Regions from separate parts of the Mus musculus genome. Here region 1 is linked to region 2. The links are chromatin contacts, called in public promoter capture Hi-C maps. All regions are on one chromosome and are shown on one strand. The core of a region is the stretch at or near the end of the contact, and the rest is flanking DNA. Distances in the headings are between cores, read along the strand shown.

Region 1 (6,058 bases), core at 1,082-3,581, 190 kb after region 2:
ACGCCAGGGCCAAGAAGTGGGAGTGGGGGGGGATATGGGGGACTTGAAATGTAAATGAAGAAAATACCTAATTAAAAAAAAAAGACTGCTGGGTGTGTTAATACATGCCTTCATTCCCAGCACTTAGGAGGTAGAGGCTGGCAGATCTCTGAGTTCAAGGTTGATCTACAGAGTGAGTTCCAGGACAGCTGGGGCTACATAGAGAAACCCCGTCTTGAAAAAAATAAGTCATAACACTCAGGAGGCAGGAGATCCAGTCTTGTTTGTCTACATAGTGAACTCCAGGAGGACGGCCAAGACTACATAGAGATACCCTCTCTCAAAAAGGGAAGTGGCCTCAAGTGGTAGTATGCTAGCCCAATATACATGAAACTCTAGGTAATATTCTCAGTAGAACAGTGTGAATCATGTATAATGACACACTCCTGTAAGCTAAGCACTTAGGAAATAGGGGCAAGAGAGTTAGGAGTTCAAAATCATTCTTGGTTACATAGAGACTTAGAGGCCACTTTTAGCTACCTCAGATCCTGCTTCAAACAAACATTCTCTTTAGATAGCTCCTTTTGAAATCTTTCCTGAAAAACCACAGTCTAGATACTGTGTGTTGTGTCCCCCTGACTTCTTATGTTTATATCATCATTGCACTTAACACATTAATTACAGCCTGTTACCCTGCCAGTTTCCCTATCAGTTTGCTTGAAGTCAGCATTTTATATGATCCCACTTTCTAACACTTAGTACTGAAATCAGCTCAGATTAGGAAAGAAGTCAAAAGTTTGTCCTTGTCTCTACCATTGTCCCATCTTACTTTTTCACATCCCAAAGCTTCAAGGTTGTCCTGCTGCTGTGCAGCCACCCCGCCAATATTTCTCTAGCCTGATTTTCTCTGTGCTTTGTTGTAGCTCTGTATGGGGCCTTTAATAGTATGTCCTTATGGTGTTTAATAGACCAGAGGCTTGCATAGTAACCTAGTGGAGTGGGCCTCTCGTCGGAGGCCTAGGCCCAAGACCCAGATATTTTCACAATGATGTTTTGGGGTTTGATATTGACATCATACTAGGAACTAAGATTCCCAGATGGCAGTAGGAAGGGAACCTCTTAGACAACTCAGTTCCAGGTTACATCCCATCCTTAGGAGGAGCCATTTTGGGAGGATTGTATAGCTGGTTTGTTCATAGAATAGATTAGAAAACTCAGTTGTTCAACTAAATTTAAAATCTTTTATTTTGTGTATATGGGTGCTTTGCTTGCATGTATGGCTGTGCACCATGTGTATGCCTGGAGCCCATAGAGGCCAGAAGAGAGTGTCAAATCTCCAGAGAAGGAACTGGAGTTACAGAGGGCTGTGAGCTACCACGTGAGTGCTGGGAATGAACCTAATTCCTGCGGAAGAGCAGACAGTGTTCTTAACCACTGAACCATCTCTACTGCCCCTTTTTAATTTTTTAGGTTAGCCTACAAGTAAGCTTTGTGATGCCTTTTCTGTCAACTAGTTCCATGTCTCTCTCAGCCTCCTTATCACCTTATTTCTCAAAGAGAGCACTTACCACACTGTCTTATTCATTCATTTACTCTTGCAAGTTCATTCAGAGAGAGCTCTTAAGGATGGAGTTCATGAAGATTCATCTCTGTGCTCGTGATGCACCCTAGCAGCTTCAACAGGGAGTACTAATAAAATATTGATGAATGAGTGAATAAACAAATGGTGATGATAGCAGATGTAGCTGAGGCAGGTCTTGAATACCTGATCCTTCTGGCTCCACCTCCCAAGTGCTGGGATCCCAGGTTTGTACCACCATTGTTGGCCAGCTACTATTTCTTTAGCACTTACTATTGGAAAAGAGGTTCCTTATGTCTTTACCACACCATCTAAAAACTCTACTTATCACCATTTTATAAGTAACAAAAATGAGACTGGGATCTTACATTTAATAAGTGATGTTTGGTTCAAGACACATGATTACAAAGCCCACATTTGTAACTGTCAGGCCATATTTGACTGTCAAACCAGATGACTAACTGAGGTTGACGAGGTGACCAGCCAGTGCACTAATAGCTGTGTGAGGAGACTCAAAAAGGGGTTGGCAACTCCCCTAATAGACGTCGTTCTCTTGGGGTGAGGGTTTGAAACCACAGAAGTAGATGAGGGCTTCATCTACAGGCGCCACAAGTCCATTATAGGAAAGAGATACTGACTCAGGACTCGTTTCTTATTGCGTATTCTTTCCCTGGCAAGAGAAAAGATTGGCCAAGGCCCAGGATCTGCCTCGGCACATGCCTGGAGGATAGCTATAGCTGGAGTGCTAGGAGGGACTTATTGTTCCTTCCGCTGATGTGCCCTTACCCCACGTATCCACATGACTCACAGCTCCACCTCAGCTAATCAGATGGCACGGCAGCAGAGAGGCCTTTCCTTCCTTAAAAAGACTTTTCTGTTTACATTTATTCTCTTACTGCTTAGTTTTTCTTAATTGTACTGTATTACCACTTGATGTTTTTATTGTAGATTTTTCATTTTTATATATTTATTATATTATTTATTTGTTTTTAAGACATGGTATTACTATGTAACCCTGGCCAGCTTGGGACTTGCTATGTAGACCAGCTAACTTTGAACTCACAGAGATCCATCTACCTCTGCCTGGGTTAAAAGCATGGGACTATAATGCCAGCTTCTTTTACTGTGTAAGAGGTCAGAGGATGGTTTGCAGGAGTTGCTCTTTTCCTTTCACTTTGTAAGACCCAGGAACTGAAACTCAGTTTGTCAGGCTTGATAGCAAGTGGTTTTTAGGTACTTTTACCTACGGAGCATCTCATGGACTCAGTTCGGACCGTCTTTTTTGCCTTTCCTCTCAGAATCATAAACACCAGAGGATCTGTGACTTTTGTATTCTCCTATATTTCTAGGTCCTGGAGTAGGTTCTAGTAAGTAGGGGGTGTTTAATAATTACCTCCATGAATTATCCTTGAGTTGGAGATGGCCTACTTTCAAGAACTTATCATTTAGCTTCAGCAGCTTCTTATTTTCCTTGTCCTTATTTATGACCTTGGACTCCAGACAAACTGGAATCTGTGTTCTCTGTGCATGACCCACACTTTGTAGTTCTGGATATTGCTCTTATTTCTTTCTTTGGTGGTTCTGAATCTCTGTTTACCCAAATTCTGATCATGCTATTTTTAAATGTATTTTTATTTCATATGCATTGTTTTCCCTGCACGTGTCTGTGTGACGGTGTCAGGTCCCCCGGAACTGGAGTTGCAGACAGTGTGAACTGGCATGTCGGCGCTGGGAATTAAATCCAGGTCCTTTGGAAGAGAACTCGATGCCCTTAACAACTGAGCTATCTTTCCAGCCCCACTCTATTTTTTAAAAGGAGTATTTATTTATTCTTTTACTTAGTATGTGTGTGTGTGTGCTTGAATGAGTTTATGTACACTATATGTGTGGAACTGGAATTCCTGTTGTGAGACCTGTGATGTGGGTGTGAACTGAATCAGGGTCCTTTGTAAGAGCAATGAGCTAGCTCCCTTAACTGTGGAGCTAGATCTCCAGGCAATGCACTCCTTTTTAAAATAAATGTATGTGCAGGCAATTACTACTGATAGATATTGCTAGATTGTAAGCTATAGTACTTGAAATAGGGAACTCCTTCTTAGCTCTGCTCTGTTTCCAGGGCCTAGCTTGGAAGAGTACTAAATAAATGTTTATTGAGTGGCAGAATGAATATTTTAAAGAAAGGGAAATTTTGGCTCATATCAGTTAAGTCATTTATCCCAAATTGTCCATGTTAGATGAGATGGAAATTAAAGTCTTTAGCTTCAAATTTATATTATATATTTTATAATACAAAGCTAGCAGGGCCAAGCCTAGACACACATGCCTGTAATCCTAGAATGTGGGAAATGGAGACTGGAGGATCAGGAGTTCAAGGCCAGCCTTAGTTACATAGTGAGATTGAAGATAGCGTAAGCTCTATGTTTCTCTTGTTTCAAAAAACAAAACTAACCAAGCAACCAGACATATCCAGAAACAAAGAGATTGGAGATGACAGTTACTTGTCTTGTAGATTCTTACTTTCTTTTAAAACTTTTATTTTTGAGAATCTTTCACATGCATGCAATGAAATATTATCTCATGTAGTCCTCCGTCCTCCTAAGCACCCCTGATTCTAACACTCAGTTTGCCAACTTCTTGCTTGTTTGTTTTAATAATACACACATACACACACACACACACACACACACACACACACACCCCACACACACCACACACACACACACCACACACACCACACATACACACACACACACATACACACACACGTTGGGGCTATCTACTGGAACATAAGAACCTACCAGTGGCACCATATATATTCAATAAATCATGTTCTCCCGATATCTACAAGTGTATCTTTCTTTTGAGTGTTGTTATAATCTCTAGAGTTTAGTCTTTTCTTATTCTGTATAGTGTTGTTCATCATTTTGCCTATAGATGATGTCTTTGATATTCTAGGGACCACACAAGACAGGATTGGTGAGGTGCATGGTTTTAGGATACTGTTTTCCTGGTCTAATGTCCTCTTGGGGTTTGGACATTCTTGTCACCTGTAATCTGTACCTGATCTCTTATAAGCTCTTCTTGCCAAGTTCTGTAGTCTCATATTGTCAGCAGCCACTCTATACTTGCTGTGTATGGCCTTTTTCCTTCCTTGGCCAGAGATTCTTTCCATTTTGGGGTGGGGGGTGTTGAGAATGTAGTCTGAGCCTGATGGTGCATGCCTGTAATCCTATCACTCTCAGAGTACAGACGTCCTTCACTTCATAGCAAGTATGAGGACCTATATTGTCTATATGAGATCCTATCCCAAACAAAACAAAAACACTAACAATACTAAAAAAGTGGAATGAGAAAGTAGAATAAGACTTAACTTTCAGGTACTTGACTCTTAGGCATCAGAGGCCCTGGTGTCTCAATTAGATTGTTGCATGAGATCATGCTGAAACTCAGAGTTGCTATCAGAGATACAGATAACATGGAGGATACAGCTCATTATGGCTTATGTTGTTCAGTTTGCCGTGACTTTAGGTGGATGACACCATGCTATCAAGCCCTGCCTAGATGGGGCTGCTGCCTGGGTAACTGAATAATACATAGAGCTAAAAACAAACAAATAAACAAAACATTGCCTTGAGGTTTGGCATGACACTGAAGCCATATCTTTCCCTATGACTTAGCTGTATAGGGATCGATTGGTCAGAAGCCATCCTTGGGGTACAATCATCCCCTTAGAGAACCTCTGCCTCAATGCAGTATTTAGAGCAGTGGTTCTCAGGTGGGGCCAGTTTTGCCTTTTGAGGGACATATTAAGCAGTACCTGAAGACAGATGTTTTTATTGTAACAGCAGCATTGCTGATGGCATGTACTGGGTACATGCTAGAGATATCTGATGGCATGTACTGGGTACATGCTAGAGATATTTGTTAAATGTCCTGCAGTGATCCAGAGCACAGCCCCTACAATAAAGATAACCCCACCCAACAAAATGTCATTGATGCAGAGGCTGAGAACCACTGGTCTAGAGTGAGTCTTGCCTGTCTCCATGTGGAGGGTGCTGATTAGAACATGCCAAGGATTTATGCCCAGGCTTGTGTTAAGGCGTCTTCTTAGTAGACAAAAGGCCCTTGAAGCACCGCTGGCCTCAGGCTTTTCTACCAACAAAAAAGGTGCCTTCCTTTCACTCTACACGCCAAGCAGAAAGGCCTCTTTGTGTTGGATGAGGCCATGCTCACTTGGCACAATTACAGGGCTGTGTTGTTTTCTGAACTTTACAGGCTGGCACTTGTCTGTCTGCCTCATGTGTATCACTCTCTTATCCCTTCATTACCAGACATTCCCAACTACAGTAAATGACTACATTGATAATGTGTTAGGATATATTTTCATTTTCAGTAATAATAGCTAATTCATTCTACTTTCCTCAGAATTTTTCTTAACACTAAATCCATTATCCTTTTCAAGCCATAGGGTTTGAATATATCTCTTGGAAATTAATTTCT
Region 2 (5,892 bases), core at 998-3,497:
ACTATCACCACACAAATAATACTGTTTTCCCAAATGTGAATTTGGTGCCCTGCCAGTGTAATTAGATACCTAGGAGCTAATGGCTACCAACAAAAGCACAGAGTATTTCATAAGTACACAAACATCTAGTCTCTTTTCCAGAGTATTTCTCAGTTTAACTTTTCTGTATTTGCTCATTCACAAATACAACTAAGGAACATCTATGAGCCACATTACCTAAATATTAAGAAATATATGTATCTATGTTTTGGTGTGTGTGTGTTTTGAGAAAGGGTCTCATTATGCAGTTCTGACTGGCCTGAAACTTGCTATACGGACCAAGCTGACCTCAAACTCCCAGAGATCCATCTGCCTGTATTTCTGGAGTACTGGGATTAAAGGCATTCCCATCACAGCCAGCAAGATTAAAAACAAAACAAAACAAGACAAAACAAAACATAATCTAGTAAAATGTCAAATAGCTAAAATGTAAAATGTCTGCTACAAGCAGAAGATCAGGTTAAGTGCTATGGAAACTTACAAGGAAGAGTGAGTCAGGTGGTGATGCTCAAACTGAGAAAATGATACAGAAAACACCAAGTTACAACTTTTAAGACTTCAGTTCTCTTCTGTGCTTTTGCATTATTTGTTTTTAGGTCTTATGGTTTATATAAACATCAAAACTACAAGCTGATTGATATATTCAGATCAAAATGACAATTCCATCAAATCTTAAGTAGCAGATTTAATTTTATCAATGTATTTCCCAGTACCTCTAACACGTTAAGCCTCATTTTTTTCATTTTACTGAAATGAATTCAATTATTTCTTTTATCACGTGCATAAGTGTTTTGCCTGTGTATGCTCTAGTTCTCTGGCCTCAATTTCCATAACTGGTGACATTACAGGCCTGCACCACATCTATCTTGGTTTTATTCCCCACCCCACTTGGCTTTTTGAGTCAGGGTCTCTGCAGCCCTAGATGTCCTGAAACTCAGTATGAAGAGTAGGCTAGCTTTGTAGTCACAGAGTGCCTCCTGCCTTTGCCTCTCAAGTGCTGGGATAAAAGGTGTGCACTGCCAAGGTTAAAGCCAATTTCATCATTTTTAAAGTTTTGTTCTCAAAAGTCTATGTTAAGTCTGGATGTGATGGCAAACACCTTTAATCTCATTACCTCAGCGTTAGAGGCAGGTGGTCTCTTTGAGTCTGTGGCAAGCCTGGTCTACATAGCGAATTCCAGGCCAACCAAGGGTTGTCTCCGAAGTTAAAAAAAAAAAAAAAAAAAAAAAAAAGCAAAAAAAGTCCCCATCAGGGTACTACTAATCAAGTTATCTTACTATATATAAACGAACATGAAAACAGCTAAACTAGAAGTGTTTTTGAAAATTATGTCAAATGCTGGGTCCTTACCCCTACCAAATAGAGAATTGCCAATATTGGGAGACTGGAACATAGAGGAAGGGTGGAAGAGTATACAAATTCTACTAGACTTGAATCAAGACACCTGGATTCTCTTCCTCTACCTACCTCCCACTAATAAAGCCTCTGTACTTGAGGCAGAGTGGGGGCGATTGACAATTTAAACGCTTATGGCTCCAGTTACTCAGAAATTCAATCTTTCTCACCTAGGTTTACACGGAACAGAAAGAACCCTTCATTTTATTTATCAGACAATTGTCAGTGTCTTAAAAAGCTAAACACAGTTCTGACTCACTCAACCCTCTGGTTGAACCCTAGACAAAACGTGTCCTGTAGAGTGGTCAAGGAAGTGACGGGGAGACCTCACTGAAGTCCCCCCAAGGCACCACCCTGCAAGGGTCTGCCTACCGCGGGCTGCTCACCTCCACCCAGCGAATGAATGAGTAGCACCGGAGAAAGCGAGGTTCACTCAATGTGGGCTGCGACCCGAGACCCCTCCGGCCTACGCCCCACACAGTTGGATCCCCTCCCAGGGCCTCCCGAGCCAGGCCGCAGGCCCCGGGCCCCGCCCCCTCACGCAGGCCCGAAGGAGCGCGCCCGGCACGAGACTCGGCGGCGGAGAGGGCCCCGGGCGTCCAGCGCAGATGCCGGTACAGAGAGGAAGATCTACCCGCCCAGCCCCGGCAGCGCTCCCGACTTACAGCGGTGCGTCTGGAGTGAGAGCCCAGGTCCGCCCGTCACCCGCCGCTCACCGCGCGGCCTCCAGAAAAACCGTCGTCGCCGCCGCCGCTGCCACCGACCGCCGCTTCGGGCGCAGCGCGCAGAGGCCTGACTGCGTCACACGCCGTCCACCGTCAGAGATCGGCTCCGGCCGCTCCGCCCTTGGCGGCCGGGCATTGGCGGGCCGGTCCGCCACTCGAGGCCCACACCGTTATTCATTGGGTGACGATCCTTTTGAAACCGAACGTGGAGGCGGTCTCTGATTAGGAACGGAGGGGAAGAGGAGGAGCGTAAGGAATTGCCGGGAAAGGGGGGGGGGGGGGGGAAAGGAGGGACGATGGGGAGGGATGTAGAGTCCCACTCCCTCTGCCGCAACGGTTGGCTGAGAGAGGCTCATGACGTCACACAGGCCCCTCGAAGAGGGCTGGTGCGTGGCTAGAGGAGTGAGCACCAAACCGCAGTGACGCTGTGTCCAGGCCCCGCCCCCTTCCTTGGAGCGCGGAGACTCGCTACGGAAGCTCCGGCCAATCAGAAGGAAGTCCCAAGGATGACCTGGTAATTGTTCTATCCTTCTCTAGCTCCTGTCTGCGGGCAATGATGGGAAGGCTCCTTGGCCACCTAGCTTGCACTTGGAGAGCCGGAGGACCCTTCCTGGAAACCCATCAATCCACAGATTGTCTGCAGACACTCCACTCCCCACTGTTCTTTCCAGCGCAAGCCAGCCCTCGCCGTACACTTTCCCCCTCTGAATCTCTAGAATAGACCTGAGCAATGGATTTGCCTTAACAGAGCTTGAGCCCAATGAGGAGATTCTTGGCCCTTCAGCCTCAGCTGCACTTTCAGAATCTATACTTGTTCTGGGTTTCTTGCGGCCTTCTCCAGGACACATTTGGTAACCTTTACAAGTCCCGGTGAAGTTCAGGCAGTCTGCTTGTAAAGACCTTGTTACTTTGTATCTTATTTATTTTCCGTTCTATGCCTCCTCCCTCCCCTGATCTGGGCCAAAGCTTCATTTTCATCCTTTTGGTGTCTTTTCTCCTAGGATCTAGCAGAGAGCAGAAGAGTGGGCATGTTCTAGAAACCAGACCTCTCTAAATTATTGAGGTCTCACAGATAACAGGAGCTGTGTTAAAAAAAAAAAAAAAAAAAAAAAAAAGAGGTACATACTACCTCTCCACCACGTCCTGGGAAATCAATATAGAACTGAAACGAGATTTGCTAAGAATTTTAAATGATTCCCTCAAACAAAAACATCTTAAAGGAGCTGGAGAGATAGATGGGCTCAGCGATTAAGAGCACTGGCTGCTCTTCCAGAGGTCCTGAATTCAATTCCCAGCAACCCCATGGTGGCTCACAACCAACTGTAATGGGATCTGGTGCCCTCTCCTGGTATACATAAAATAAATAAATCTCTTTTTTTTTTTTAAAGACAGTAAATGGAAGAAACATAATATATTGTCGATGTTCAGTATATACTTGAAAGAATAATGTATAAATCGCCTAACAGGAAAAGCTAGTTTGAACATCCATCTGTAACCACCATCCCTAAACCACTCTGTCCAAACACCCTGCTTTTCCATCACTCCTCCTTGCCTTTACTCTAAATCAGAAAGTCATTAGGTGGGGTATAATAGCCAAGATCTGTAATTTCAATTCTTAGGTAGCTGAGGTAGAATATGAAGCTGAAAGCCAGCCTGAAATACATGAAACTGTCTTAAAAACAAAATAAACAACAGTACTCAGGGTTTTATTTTTGAATCTTTACAGTGGCTCTCTTGCCACCATCCAAACCTCTGATTTTTTGGTTCTTCAGTCTTGAAATGCAACTACATTTAAACCTGCCCTGGACATTTATTTTAGTGTTCTTAAGAGTTGGCACATAGTTGATGTACCTTACAATTTACATATTTGTTGCATAGGTGAGTGAATTATTGTTTTAGCAGCAAAATAATAGAATTGTCGAACTTCAGAATCAGAGAACCCCCAGTTTAAATCCAGGCCCAACTATGATAATATGGGGAAAATCCCCAATAATTCTGGACATCAGTTTCTTTGTCTGTAAAATAAGGATAATTTTGCTTGACTTACAGACTGTTGGGAGAATGAAATGAAAGGAATATAACATTTGATATGGTACCTGGTACACAGTTTGCCCTCAATAAGTAATAGACTGACCATTTTAAATGTTTTAAGGCATGGGTTTTGAAATGTGTCTTAAATGACTCAACAGGTGAGTATATTTAATTCAAAGTATTAGTAGATGTTCAGAAGTTGGGATTCTTAAATGGTGTGTACTTATAGGAAGACTGGAGAGGATACATTGAAAGAGAAATGCTTCAGTGAGGAGGACCATGATGACTTTGAAGTTACTTATTTTATTTAAGATTTATTTATTATTTTATGTACGTGAGTACACTGTTAGCTGTAAAGCTGGTTGTGAACCTTCATGTGGCTGTTGGGAATTGAATTTAGGACCTCTGCTTGGTCCAGTCAGCCCTGCTCCCTCTGACCCAATGATTTATTTATTATTATAAATAAGTACACTGTAGCTGTCTTCAGACACACCAGAAGAGGGTATCAGATCTCATTACAGGTGGTTATGAGCCACCATGTGGTTGCTGGGATTTGAACTCAGGACCTTTGGAAGAGCAGTCAGTACTCTTACCTGCTGAGCCATCTCACCAGCCCCATTAATCTCTTACATTGACTTACTGTAGTTATTTAATGTAAATGGAATCATATAATCTATGGCTTTTGTGTCTGGTGCTTTCACTTAGGATAGTATTTTTAAAGTTCATTGGCATAGGTAGCTTGTGTCAATATGTCATTTATTTTTATGACTTAATAATATCCCGTTATTGCTGGGCGTGGTGGCACACACCTTTAATCCCAGCACTCGGGAGGCAGAGGCAGGCAGATTTCTGAGTTCAAGGCCAGCCTGGTCTACAAAGTGAGTTCCAGGACAGCCAGGGCTATACAGAGAAACCCTGCCTCGAACCCCCCCCCTCCAAAAAAAAGAAGAATATCCCATTCTCTATGTATACCATCTTCTGTATACAAATCAGTTAATAGAAACTTGAGTTTTCATTTTTAGCCATTATGGATAATACTGCTATGAACATTTGTATTCAAGATCTTAGTAGACAGGTTTCTCTTGGTGTTTATACCTAGGAGTTGAATTATTAGAATATGAGATACATGGTAACTATACTTGACTCCTTCTACCACTATGTCACATGCTTTACTTACAAGTTTTTTGTACTCTCAAGATCTATAATTTTATGTGTTGATTTTTAATCACTTTTGTTTTTTAAAAAATATTTATTTGTGGGTATGGTGGCCTGTGCCTTTAATCCCATCACTGGAGACAAAGGCATGTAGATCTGTGAGTTGGAGACCAGCCTAGTCTACACAGCTAGAGTTACACAGAGAAACCCTGTCTCAAAAAACTACAGAAAAAATTTATGTATCTGTGTAAGCATTACAGGTGCTTGTGAATCACCCTACATAAATGTTGGAAGCTTAAGTCTGTAAGAACAATATATACTCTTAATTCCTGAGCAATTTCTCCAGTCCCGATTGTATCACTTATTATTATTACTAGTAGTAGTTGGTGTGTGTGTGGGTGTGTATGTAGGCATATATGCCATTGCATACAGAGGCCAATTTACAGGAGTCTATTCTCTCCTTCTACCTTCATGTGGGTTCTCAGGATCTGAAATCAAGGCATCAGGGTTGTATAGCAAGTGTTTTGAGCTGCTGAGCCATTTTGCT

Evidence for each region. Promoter capture Hi-C pulls out the DNA fragments that hold promoters and counts their contacts.
Region 1: a contact with region 2 is called in a promoter capture Hi-C map of the HPC-7 cell line. The contact joins the enhancer-like site here to the promoter of Nup98 in region 2. A contact is called at or near these places in 10 of 39 promoter capture datasets (the 3T3-L1 cell line, the C10 cell line, the HPC-7 cell line and 6 more), 1 of 15 datasets of contacts at CTCF or cohesin (the NIH/3T3 cell line), 1 of 484 Hi-C or Micro-C datasets (bone marrow-derived macrophages), 5 of 115 datasets of contacts at active chromatin or transcription factors (DN3 thymocytes, bone marrow-derived macrophages, embryonic stem cells and 2 more) and 3 of 9 other capture datasets (adipose tissue, liver and pancreatic islet).

Annotation. Positions count from the first base shown.
Region 1 is chr7:102,393,775-102,399,832 of GRCm38.p6, forward strand. The region is part of intron 3 of Stim1 (stromal interaction molecule 1); the gene reads left to right. Among named protein-coding and RNA genes, the nearest start is that of Rrm1, 45 kb to the right of the region's middle. Within about 2 kb of position 2,332, at least 59 of the 459 cell types and tissues checked have an H3K27ac peak or open chromatin away from gene starts, as enhancers often do. A contact at or near this core is called in the HPC-7 cell line, adipose tissue and bone marrow-derived macrophages, where this site is marked.
Region 2 is chr7:102,207,919-102,213,810 of GRCm38.p6, forward strand. Nup98 (nucleoporin 98) reads right to left here and starts at 2,248. Exons shown (of 33, transcript NM_001287164.1): 1 at 2,100-2,248. It also overlaps a transcript of Pgap2 not described here.